Linked DNA regions of Delphinus delphis: region 1 is linked to region 2. Evidence: chromatin contacts called from public Hi-C data. All regions are on one chromosome and are shown on one strand. The core of a region is the stretch at or near the end of the contact, and the rest is flanking DNA. Distances in the headings are between cores, read along the strand shown.

Evidence for each region. A called contact is a pair of places that touch in the nucleus more often than the background predicts.
Region 1: a contact with region 2 is called in a Hi-C map of lung, with 3 times the contacts expected there. The contact joins the promoter of UXT here to the promoter of LOC132417940 in region 2. A contact is called at or near these places in 2 of 3 Hi-C or Micro-C datasets (lung and muscle).

What each region holds. Positions count from the first base shown.
Region 1 is chrX:85,919,683-85,925,830 of mDelDel1.2, forward strand. UXT (ubiquitously expressed prefoldin like chaperone) reads left to right here and starts at 4,199. Exons shown (of 7, transcript XM_060001669.1): 1 at 4,199-4,298; 2 at 4,476-4,582; 3 at 5,551-5,632; 4 at 5,769-5,836; 5 at 6,105-6,148. The coding sequence starts at 4,485. All of the region lies in intron 4 of ZNF157 (zinc finger protein 157), which reads right to left.
Region 2 is chrX:85,753,494-85,759,492 of mDelDel1.2, forward strand. LOC132417940 (zinc finger protein 81) reads right to left here and starts at 4,349. Exons shown (of 5, transcript XM_069540376.1): 1 at 4,272-4,349. All of the region lies in intron 4 of ZNF157 (zinc finger protein 157), which reads right to left. It also overlaps the pseudogene LOC132418201.

The DNA of each region.
Region 1 (6,148 bases), core at 2,949-5,448, 170 kb after region 2:
TCCTGGCTATTGTAAATAGTGCTGCAATGAACATTATGGTACACGTCTCTTTTTGAATTATGGTTTTAAGTCAGAAAGAGAAAAACAAATACCGTATGCTAACACATATATATGGAATCTAAAAAAAAATGGTTCTGTTGAACCTAGGGGCAGGACAGGAATAAAGACGCAGAGGTAGAGAATGGACTTGAGGACACGGGGAGGGGGAAGGGTAAGCTGGGACAAAGTGAAAGAGTAGCATTGACATATATACACTACCAAATGTAAAATAGATAGCTAGTGGGAAGCAGCTGTATAGCACGGGGAGATCAGCTCCGTGCTTTCTGACCACCTAGAGGGGTGGGATAGGGAGTGTGGGAGGGAGACGCAAGAGGGAGGGGATGTGGGGATATATGTATACATATAGCTGATTCACTTTGTTATACAGCAGAAACTAACACAACATTGTAAAGCAATTATACTCCAATAAAGATATTAAAAAAGAAAAAGAAATTTTCACATATTGAGGTATAGGGAAGTCATCCTGGCATATACATAAGTTAACTTGAATTTTATGCTAACTAAAACTGCCTGTGGCCTATCAAACTTATGTTGTGCATCTGCTTTAATTATTAAGGAAAAGGGTGCATTGACCAGCAGTAAAAAATGTCCATGTTAAAGATAAAGATTAAATGCCTCCCCTCCTGGGTTGCCAATGGTTGTATTCCAATGTTTAAGACGCCCTTCCCAGGTGTCAAGGCTGTACTGACTCATTCTGTACGTGCTGATCTGTTTCTTTTTTTTTTAACTTTGAAGGAAGTATCCCTGACTTGTTTGATGTTCTTTCTTCTGACATGATATAAAACCAAGCTTCTCCGGAGCAGTTCCTCAGAGTTATCTGAGAGAGACTGCCTTCCAGGCTAGAGTCCTCAATTTGGCTCAAATAAAACTCTTTTCTATTCCTATTATATTTAGATTGTTTAATGATTATTTTCATCGACATAACTAACCCAATTTCCTTTTTGCTATGGCTGTGGGAAGATCAGAGAAAAATTCACAGCTATGCACAGATGTGAATTTCATACCTACTTCCCAATCTTCTTTGATGTTAATCTTTTACTTGCTTTATATTTTCTGTGATTCTACCTTTACTTTTCAATTTAATGGGATGTATTTTTATCAGGTTCCAAATATCCAGTGGAAAATAAAGTAGGTAGTGAATGAACAAATGAGCTATAACTCACCTGGGCCTCAGTTATTTCTTACTCTTCTTGGGTAAAGGCAAAGGCAGAGATCTCTAAGTCAGAGCTGGGGGAGGTTAGGGAATAGGAGGTTGGACGGGAGGAAGAGAAAATATAAATAGAGATATAAGAGCCTCATATCTCCCAGAAGCCTGAAAACGCCCACCCATAAGCCAGTAAGAGGTCACAAGTTGAAGCCAGGGAGGCCCGTGTGCTTATTATAGTCCCAACCTATGTATTGGTGACTGACATGATTGTGTAGAGCTAGGATTGGCAAACTTTTTCTGTAACGGGCCAGATAGTAAATTCTTTAGAATTTTTAGGCCATATGGTCTCTTTGGCAACTACTCAACTCTGCCATTGTAGTGATGACAAATTGAAATTATAATGGAGTAATCACAGTTCAGACATACAAAAAATGGAGTCAGGCAGCTGTTGGGGATCTGGTCTCAGACACATCCCTGCACCACTGAGAACTTGAATTTTCTCTGAACTGTATCAAACTCAAGGACACCAGGGGCCCTTTTCAAAACAATATCTGCTAGCAGCTGCTACTTGCAACCTTGTAGTTTCAAAGTCCCCCCTTGCCGAGTTTTATATCTTGTCAGAACAAAGAATATCAAACAGGTCAGGGTTACATTCCTTCAAAGTTAAAAAAAAAAAAAAAACAGATCAGCACATGCAGAGCAAGTCAGTATGGCCTTAGCACCGGGGAAGGGAGTCCTATCACTGAAGGAGTACCAGCATTGGCATCCCAGGAAGGGAGGCATTTAATCTTTATCATTAACATGGATATTCTTTACTTCTGGTCAATGCGCCCTTTTCTTTAATAATTAAAACAGAAGTACAGTGTAAGTTTGATAAGTCACAAACAGGCTGTTTTGTTTTAGTAAGCATAAAATTCAGGTTAACTCATGTATAAGCCAGAATGACTTCCCCATACCTCAATGTGTGAAAATTTCTTTCATCAAAGTAAATGAATGAGTGTGGCTATGTTTAAAACTTTACTACTGGACACTAAAATTTGAATTTCATATAATTTTCACATGTCACAAAGTATTCTTCTTTTAACTTTTTTTCAAGCCTTTAAAAATTGTAAATAGTATTCTTAGCTTGCAGGCAGTAGGAAAACAAGGGTCAGCAAACTGGGGGCCACAGTGTGCTGACCTCGATGTAAAACTTGGATGAGGAAGTTTGTTATTGGGAGTAGGTGTACAATTGTCACTTAACACTTGCTTTACAATACAGTGACCTCCTTTAGATCAATAAATTACAGTCCTAGAAATTTGTCACAAGAAAATAAACATGGTTGCACACAAAATTTTGAAAGCAAAGACTGTTATCTTATCCTGGATTATAACAATGAAAAAAACTGGACACATCCAAACATCGAGGAACAGAAGACTGGATCAAAAATCTGAGGCCATCCAAAAGACAGAATGCTATGCAGCCATGTCAACAATTATTGTGTGGTCTGAAACGAGAGAAAGCAAATGCTATCAAATATTAACATTTGGTGAATCTAAGTGAAGGCTATATTGGTGTTCAGTGCCCACTTTTCTGTAGGTTTGAAATGTAAAAAATAAAGTTGGAAACATTTTTAAAAAGAAAAAAAATGTTTTGGGGGGAATGTAAGTTAATAGACTTGCACAAACCCATCTCCAGCTCATCAGAACTCTGTGCTCTCCATGTTAAGTAAAGATAATAAATGTAACACCTTTTTTCACAAGAAAATGGTATAGCTTAACTCGATAATATTTGTCTAACTACCTAGTATCTGTTTTGATCAAACTAAATGTAATTGTAACCATATGTAACATGAGAAGATTTACCAAAAAATTTTTTAACTCACAATACTTCCTTTGCAATCATCTTGTTCTAAGGGCAAAGAAAAGCTTGATTTGCTCAGGTTTTGAGTATTTGAAACAAAGCTTGCTTAAAAGACACATAAACCCGCAAATTATCTGGGGAGACTTCCCTGATAGGGGTGGGTGCTCTAGGCCCTGAAGGTGGGAATATCATTTGGGGGATCCAGCATCCAGGTTCTCCTCCAGGCTCAGGCTTGGACTTACTGGGTTAGATGCTATTATTTGAAAATTTAACGTGGGAAATAAATCCATTCGGTAATTTGAGCGCTTAAAAATAAAGTAATAAAAAGCTTACACATTTAAATAAAAACATAGGAACTATTTCAGCTACAGGATAACCTGTCTTGGGCAGAGGACTTCAGCGACCCTCCATTTGACGCCCCTATTAAATGACGTGATTAGACATAGTGCATTGTCAATCTCTTCTTGAACCTCAGTTAGATTGCGGGCCATAGAGCTGGAGTCATCAAAGGTGCATTTTAGAAAAACTGTCTCCTTTTAAAAACGTTTTTTTAATGCTCACAGTCATTTCCATTATCGGGAGTCAAACCCAAACTTCCCGTGTGAAAAATCAAAATCCAGGGCGATACAAGGATGTACTTTCCTTTTTACAGACCAGATCCATGATCGATTCTAGCCCGTCTGCTTCTGAAGCTCGGACTTATTTATGTATTTATTTATTTATTTTCAACACCTTTATTGGAGTATAATTGCTTTACAATGGTGTGTTAGTTTCTGCTGTATAACAAAGTGAATCAGCTATAGATATACATATATCCCCATATCTCCTCCCTCTTGCGTCTCCCTCCCACCCCAATCCCACCCCTCTAGGTGGTCACAAAGCACCGAGTTGATCTCCCTGTGAAGCTCCTACTTTTAAATACTAAACGCTTTACTCTCTCTACTTCCACCTGTGCGTCCTGCTTCCTCCGGAACCCGCCAAATCCCATTAAACCTCACCCCCACCAACCACGCACTGTCCTCATAGGCTCCGCGCTCAGTCCCGGTTCCCACCCTCTGCAGCCTTCCTTAATCTCATCGGATTTTGTAAAGCCCCGCCCTTCTCTTCTCTCACGCGTTTTCTTCCGTTCAGGACCATCCCACACCACCTGGTTATTTGGTTGGCCAGCACCCTCGTTGTACGTCATTTACCCGCGCCACCCGGAAGCTAAGGTTCTTACCAACCCTTCTTTTTGCCGGCGGCTCTCAGGTAACGGCCGTGTTTGGGTGTGCCTGTGTGACCGGGTCCCAGAGTTGGGAGGGGCAGAAGGCTGAACCCCCATTTTGAGCCGGATGACCCCACTCCTAACGTTGAGAGGGTGCAGATGTACTGTGCTTGAGAGCAAACTGAGTGGTTATCGTGGTCTTCCCCCTCCTCATTCCTCAGGAGCCCATCATGGCGACGCCCCCTAAACGGCGGGCGGTGGAGGCCACCGCGGAGAAAGTGCTGCGCTACGAGGCTTTCATCTCTGACGTACTGCAGCGGGACCTGAGGTGAGTGACAGAATAGGGGGCGGGGCGCTTGGAGCGGTGCACGTGGTGAGCGGGGCGTTCGAAGTCAGGGCGTATCCTTCTGATTGGTGGGTGAGGCGTTCGGAACCCGGCCCCGCGCGCCTTTCGAGGGGGTAGGAGGGGCGATATCCGGGGTGCGACGGTGGGCGGGAGAGGGAAGACATGGCGGTCTTAATGGAGGGTGTGTCCGCGCATGCGCGGGTTCAGATGGCGTTAAGGGTTACGAGCGAGTTTTCAGGTTCGAATCCTGACTTGGCCGTTTCGTTTTACGTGTGAACACGTTGTACCTCACCTCGAGTTTCTGTGCCTCAGTTTTCTCATCTGTGAAATGGGGAAGTTAATGCAACCTTCCTCATGTGGTGGTTTTGAGTTTTCAGCGTGTTCAGTCCTTGTAAAGGATTTAACTTGGATACTAGAGGCTCAATGAGTATGAAAAATTATTATTCCTATCATTATTAATCTGAGGAGGAAGTAGAGTTTTCAGGTCTAGGATTATGAGCATCCTAAAAGGGATGGAGGATTTTTTTCTAGGGTGAGAATAGGGTATCCTGATTGGAGGGAGGCATTGGGAGTAGAGTGAAATAATACTAATAAATAATAGCTAACACATATATAGAGCTTCTTGTTTGGCAGGCACTATTCTAAATGCTTTTTGGTAAACTCATTTAATCTTTCTAATGACTCTGTGAGGTAATACTCGTTATTCCTATTTTAAAGATGGGGAAATTGAGTTCCAAAAAGGTTACTCACTTGCCAAAGTCTCACAGCTAGTAAAATGGAAAGCCTGGATTCAAACCGAAGTAGTCTGACCCAGAGTTCAAATCTTGACTTCTGCACTAAAACACCTCTTTAGGACATGGTGACATGAGAGTCTCAGAGGGTCATGATATGAGGTATTCCAAGAGAGACAGGGTTTCCTCTTGGTCACCATTTTACTCTTGTCCCATTAGAAAGGTGCTGGACCATCGCGACAAGGTATATGAGCAGCTGGCCAAATACCTTCAACTGAGAAATGTCATTGAGCGACTCCAGGTAAAGGTGCCAGGGTTAGGTACAATCTTTTTGTGGGCAAAGGAGGGGGAAGAGAGGAGATACCCCAGACCAAAACCTGTCACCTAACCTAAAACTTGGCCACTGATCCCTACCTCTTTTTCCCCCGGCCCCACAGGAAGCTAATCACTCGGAGTTATATATGCAGGTGGATTTGGGCTGTAACTTCTTCGTTGACACAGTGGTGTGAGTGTCTACCCACCCCTCTGAGCCCACAGGGTTCAGCTTCCCCTTTCCTTCATTCAACAAAAATTTTTTTTGAGTATTTGCTATGTACCAGACACTGCTAGGTGCTGGAGATGTGACAGTAAATAAGATAGGACAAAATTCCTGCCCACCCAGAGCTTCAATTTGGGGAAGGTGGGGGAGAGGGGAGTAAAAAAAATCTCAAACTGTGTGGTGTGCTAAACAGTGATAAGAACTTCCCCGCTTCCTCTAACCACTGTTTCCTTAGCCCAGACACTTCACGGATCTATGTGGCCCTTGGATATGGTTTTT
Region 2 (5,999 bases), core at 3,099-5,598:
GGGCAACTAAGCTCGTGCGACACAACTAGAGAACCTGACTGCTGCAACTACAGAGCCCACACACTCTGGAGCCCGCGCACTGCAACGAAGAGCCTGCACGCCACAACAAAAGGTCCTGCATGCCGCAACTAAGACCCGACGCAGCCAAAAAATAAATAAATATTTTTAAAAATCAAAAATGTTCTATTCATTAGGAGACTACTTCATATACACAAAGATGGCAAAAAAAAAAGATAGTAACAAGTGTTTGTGAGATGTGAATGAAACTGAGCTCATACATTACTGGTAGAATTGTAAAATGGTGCAGCCACTCTGAAAAACAGGTTGGCAGTTCCTCAAAATGCTACCCATAGAGCTGTCATATGACCCAGCAGTTCCACTCCTAGGTATCTACCAAGAGAAATGAAAACCCATGTCCACTCCAAAACTTGTATACAAATATTCACAGCAGTATTATTCATAATAGCCCAAAAGCAGAAAGCACTTAAATGTCCATCAACTGATGAACAGATAAACAAAATTTGGTGTGTCCATACAATGGAATATTATTTGGCAATAAAAAAAGAAGTAACAATACACGCTATAACATGAATGAACCTTGAAATCATTATCGTACGTGAAAGAAGCCAGTCACAAAGACCACATATTTTATGATTCCATTTATATGAAATGTCCAGAATAGGCAAATATATAGAGACAGAAAACTGATTAGAAGTTGCCTAGGGCTGGGGGTAGGGGGTGGCATGAATGGTGAATATCTGCTAATGTGTGCAAGGTTTCTTTCTGGTGTGTCGAAAATATTCTAAAATTAGATTGTGGTGATGACTGAACAACTCTGTGAATGTACTAAAAACCACTGAATTGTATACTTTAAATGGGTGAATCTTAAGGTATTGAATATATATAAATAAGTCTGTTTTATATATCTAAATAAATAAATCTGTTTTAAAAGAAAAGAAACAGGCTTCCCTGGTGGCGCAGTGGCTGAGAGTCTGCCTGCCGATGCAGGGGACACGGGCTCGGGCCCCGGTCCGGGAGGATCCCACATGCCGCGGAGTGGCTGGGCCCGTGAGCCATGGCCGCTGAGCCTGCGCGTCCAGAGCCTGTGCTCCGCAACGGGAGAGGCCACAGCAGGGAGAGGCCCGCGTACCGCAAAAAAAAAAAAAAAAAAAAAAAATACAGCAAAAACCAGTTACCACTAATCTTAAGAAGATAAACACTGTGAATGATGAAAAAGTTAATAGAGTGGAAACAGCTTCTGGAGATATACAAAAGGAACCTGCACATTTCTTAAAAGGCCTTTCTCTTGAACCTCTGCAGAAACAGCAGACTCCTCAGCAGTGTCATAAAAATGAACCAGTTAATGGTGAGGAAGCTACAAGATTAATGGCTCAGCTGTAATACACTGGTGATGTATCAAACTGCCCCCAAAGACCAACAAAGTAAATGTTTTATACAATAAATAAATAAAAACAAAGAAGAGCTAAGTATTCAATCGAGAACGTCAGAAGTAGAAAAAAACCAAAATGAAGCAACCCCCGAAAGGAAAATAGTAACTAATAAAAACCTTAAATAAGTCAAATAAATATAACAATGGGAGTTTAAAGAAAACAAAGAGCTGGTCCTTTAAAATGACGGATGTCACAGATAACCCCCTAGCAAATGAGATAAAGAAGAGTTTAAAAACATACACACACACACACACACACACACACACACACACACACAGAGAAAGAGAGAGAGCGAGAGCGAGGGAGAGGGAGAGGGAGAGGGAGAGGGAGAGGGAGAGGGAGAGGGAGAGGGAGAGAGAGACAGAATGAGAATCTTTCCCAGATCAGGCAGTGTTTCAAAGTAGTTATTGCGGGATATTATGCATAACTGTATAGCAACATATTTTAATATTGATGTGAAGCAGATGCTTCCCTAGCAAAATGTAAATTAACAAAGTTAATACAGGAAAATACAGGTAGAAGAGAATAATGAATGTAGAAGAGACCAGGGAAAAAATGACATAACAGCAAATACAAACAGAAAGACTCTGAAAGGTAAAAAGGAAAGGCAGACAGTCCACAGACCTCAGGGCCTAAGGAACAACACAGCGGTGAGTTCCCTGGGTTTCATTTTCCCTCCCATATATCACAAACAGGGCACTAGAAAAGCTTATAACTCAGAACCATCAATAGCTACAGACAAAAAAAGCTCTAAGAAAAGCCTGCTCCCCTTAATCAAAGGACCAAGAAAAGGGTGTCCTAACTGAACATACCCATTCTACTGCAGCCAAACACTAACAGAATACACATTCTCTTCAAGCACCTGTGCTACATTCTCCAGGGTCATAAAACAAACCTTAATAAATTGAAATCGTACAGCATATGTTCCCTGATTATAACAGCATCAAACTAGAAATCAATAACAGAAAGGTAACAGGAAAGTCTCCAAACATTTGGAAAGTAAACAACACATTTCTATATAATCCATGGATCAAAGGGGAAGTCTCAAGGGAAATTAAAAAGTAATGAATGAAAATCAAAATACAACATATCAAAATTTGCGGGATGCAGATAAAGCAGCATGGAGAGGGAAATTTATAATGCTAAATGTTTATATTAGAAAAGAATTAAGGTATTAAATCAGTAAGGTAAGCTCCCACCATAAGATACTAGAAAAAGAAGAGCAAAGAAAACCCAAAGCAAATAGAAAGAAAGAAGTAATAGATATAAGAGCAGAAATCAATAAAATTGAAAACAAAAACAATAGAGAAAAATCAATGAAAACAAAAGCTGGTTCTTTGAAAAGACCGATAAAATTGGTAATCCTCTAGCAAGACTGACAAAGATAAAAAGAGATAAGACACAAATTACCAATATCAGAAATGAAACAGGAGATATAACTATAGATCCTGCAGCCATTAAAAGAAAAGTAAGGGAATACCACACACCACTTTATGCACATAAATTCAACAACTTGGATGAAATAGTCCAATTCCTCACAAAACAGAGACTCCCACAACTTACCCACTATTAAATATGAAGATACTCTGAAAAGATATTAAATAGATAACCCGAATAGTCATTTGACTACTACAGAAATTGAAGCCATAATCAAAAGCTTCCAAAAGGAAATTTCCAGGCCCAGATGGTTTCACTGGAGAATTCTATCAAATATTTAAAGAAAAATAACATAATTCTACACAATCTCTTCCAGAAAATAGAAGAGAACACTTTCTAACTCATTTATTGAGATCAGTATTACCCTAATACTAAAACCAGAAAAAGAAAGTACAAAAAAAGAAAACTATAGACCAACATCTCTCACGAACTTAGACACAAAAATCCTCAAAAACAAAAGCATTAACCAATCAATTCCTGCACTATAAAAAAAGAATTATACACCACAACCAAGTGAGGCTTATTCCAGGAATGTAAAGCTGATTCAATATTCAAAAATCAATAAGGGCATTCCCCCATATTAGGAAGCCAAAGAAGAAAAACCATATAAATTCACACAGTATTGACAAAATTCAACACACATTCATGATAAAAGACACATAGATAGACACATAAATAAATGGAACATAATAGAGAACCTAGAAATAGCCACACAAAAGTATGGCAAATTTATTTTTGACACAGGTACAGAACGAGTCCGTGGAGGAACTACCGTCTTTTTAACAAACGGTGCTTGAGTAATTGGACAGCCAAATAAATGCACCTTGATCTAAGTCTCACACTTTACACAAAACTTAACTCAAAATGTATCATGGACAGCAGGAAGGAGAAATGAACAAATCATCATCACAGTGAAGACTTAATCTCTCCTTTCTCTGTAATAGAACTAGCAGGGGAAAAAAAGTACAAATTTTGTACAACACAATTGACGACTAAACAATTAAATATTATTTTCGAATTATACATGGAACATTTATAAAACAATTCACCAAGGACTAGGCCATGACTCCCCTCATATTTCAAGGAATGAGCTTCATGTAGACATTTTTCTAACCACAGAAAACTAAGGTTAGAAGTCTAGTAAAAAGATAAACTTCTGTAAAATGAAAGCGCACTTTTAAATAATTCATGAGCAAAAAAAATAATAATCAACTCTTAGAAAACACTTATAATGCACCAAACCTTGTGGGTCTCAGAGTGAATTTTAAGACCTTAACGTTGATATGAGAAAAGAGGAAAGCCTGAAAAATAACAAGCGAATCATCCAACTACATTCAGACAACCGATTCCATCACTGACCACACAGAATTCCTCAACACTCACCCTCCCCGGGTCCCCATCACCTCCACATCCCTCCGGCAAAGAGCACTGGGATCCTCTTGACAACAACTATTAAACCGCGGCCGAAAACCGCAGCAGCTTCCGGTCACCACCCCTAGCACCGCCCCTTCTCGGGGTTTGGGGCTTTACACGAAGGGGCGTGGTTCTGCACATGCGCAAAATCACATTCGAAGCCGCAGTCAGCCAGAGCCAACATGGAGATGTTACGGAGTCTGTGTTTAGTTGCCTTCAGTGCCCCTAGGCAGCATTGTCAGGCGGGGAACATGGCCGCGCCCAGGTTGCGCTTCCTCATGGAGTACGCCATGTTGGAGGAGTGTCCATTCCGTACAGAGGATGAGGAAGCCTCTAAACTCACATTGCTGAGCACTGGCGCTGTCTCACAGATGGTGGGGAGAGAGGGTGGGGACGTTTCTCTGGGCGGGCGTCCTGGGATCTGTGTAATAATGTTCAGAGAAGCTGAGAGGCCTCTGGAAAGACGCAGAGGTGCCAGTGGCTGTTATCTCCTGGCAGATACCACAGGATGAGAAGAAGTAGGACTGCTTGCGGGCCTCTCCTGGAACATACCACGAGGGGAGAAAGGGAAGAAATCAGGGACCTGCAAGTCCTCCTAGGATATAGCCCTGGGGAAAAGGGGGAGGAGTCAGTGTTAGATTCCCCTCTGCTGGGCTTGTTGGGGTTGGCTGTGGGGTTTGGATGCTCCCATAAGCTACATTATCTCCCACTCCAGCTACCCGAGCTAAAGTAGAAGTTCTTACCAATAAAGGTTTTTGATTTTTCCCTTAATCTAATGCAATATGTCAATAAAAGTATCTTTAGGAAAATTTATTTTTATTTTCTTATAAAATAAAATCTATATAGTAATAGTGCCCTTACTTTGCAAGTGTAGCTTTAAGACAAGATTGATTCTGCCCTTCAACCAATTTGTTGCCCCTTATCACCCCCAATATGGAAATTCTGGAGATGCCTGTGCCCTCTGGGAGATGTTACTGGGGCAGAAGGGGAAGAAGTCATGCTACCCTTCACCTGGGAATGCCTACTTATCTTTCAAAACCAAGTTCAGCTATCTCCTCCAGGGAATCTTCCTGAAAGAGGTAGAAGGCTCTGTAACCCTCTGAAGGCCTTTTTGAATCCTCAAGTGAAGAAGGTGTTTTGAGGGGCTCAGGTGTGAACTTGCTGGATGCTCTCAGTCCGGTCACATCCCCTCTGGGCCTCAGTTTAACAATCTGGAATGTAAGGGTGTCCTATCCCAATTAGCCTAAGACCATCTGGGATTAATCTGTAGTCAGACAAATCTATCAGTCAGTGAGGGAGACCACACGCCAGAGGAACCATGAGGTGGCTCACTAAACAAGGAAAAAATAGAGTTATTATGGAATTCTGAGGAATGGTGAAGTTCAGGTGAAATGTGAATGAAGCAGTGTTCTGGTAAACTCAAAGCAAAGCAGGGCTGTATGTGGACTATGAAGTGAACCCAGAATCCTGTTTCCTTGGAAACCATAAAGTTAAGATAGATACAGAATTTTGTATCTAGATACCCCTTCTCTCTGCACTGGGGTTAGAAATCTTAGCTGCGGTGTCTAAGTGACTTATAATCTTCAGCAAGAGGGAGATGTTTTATCTGTACTGATATCACTTCAAACAGTAGTTTCTGATAGCCTATGATTGTAGAGAACAGTTTCTCAGTGAGTAAAAAAGCAGTAGTCACTCAAA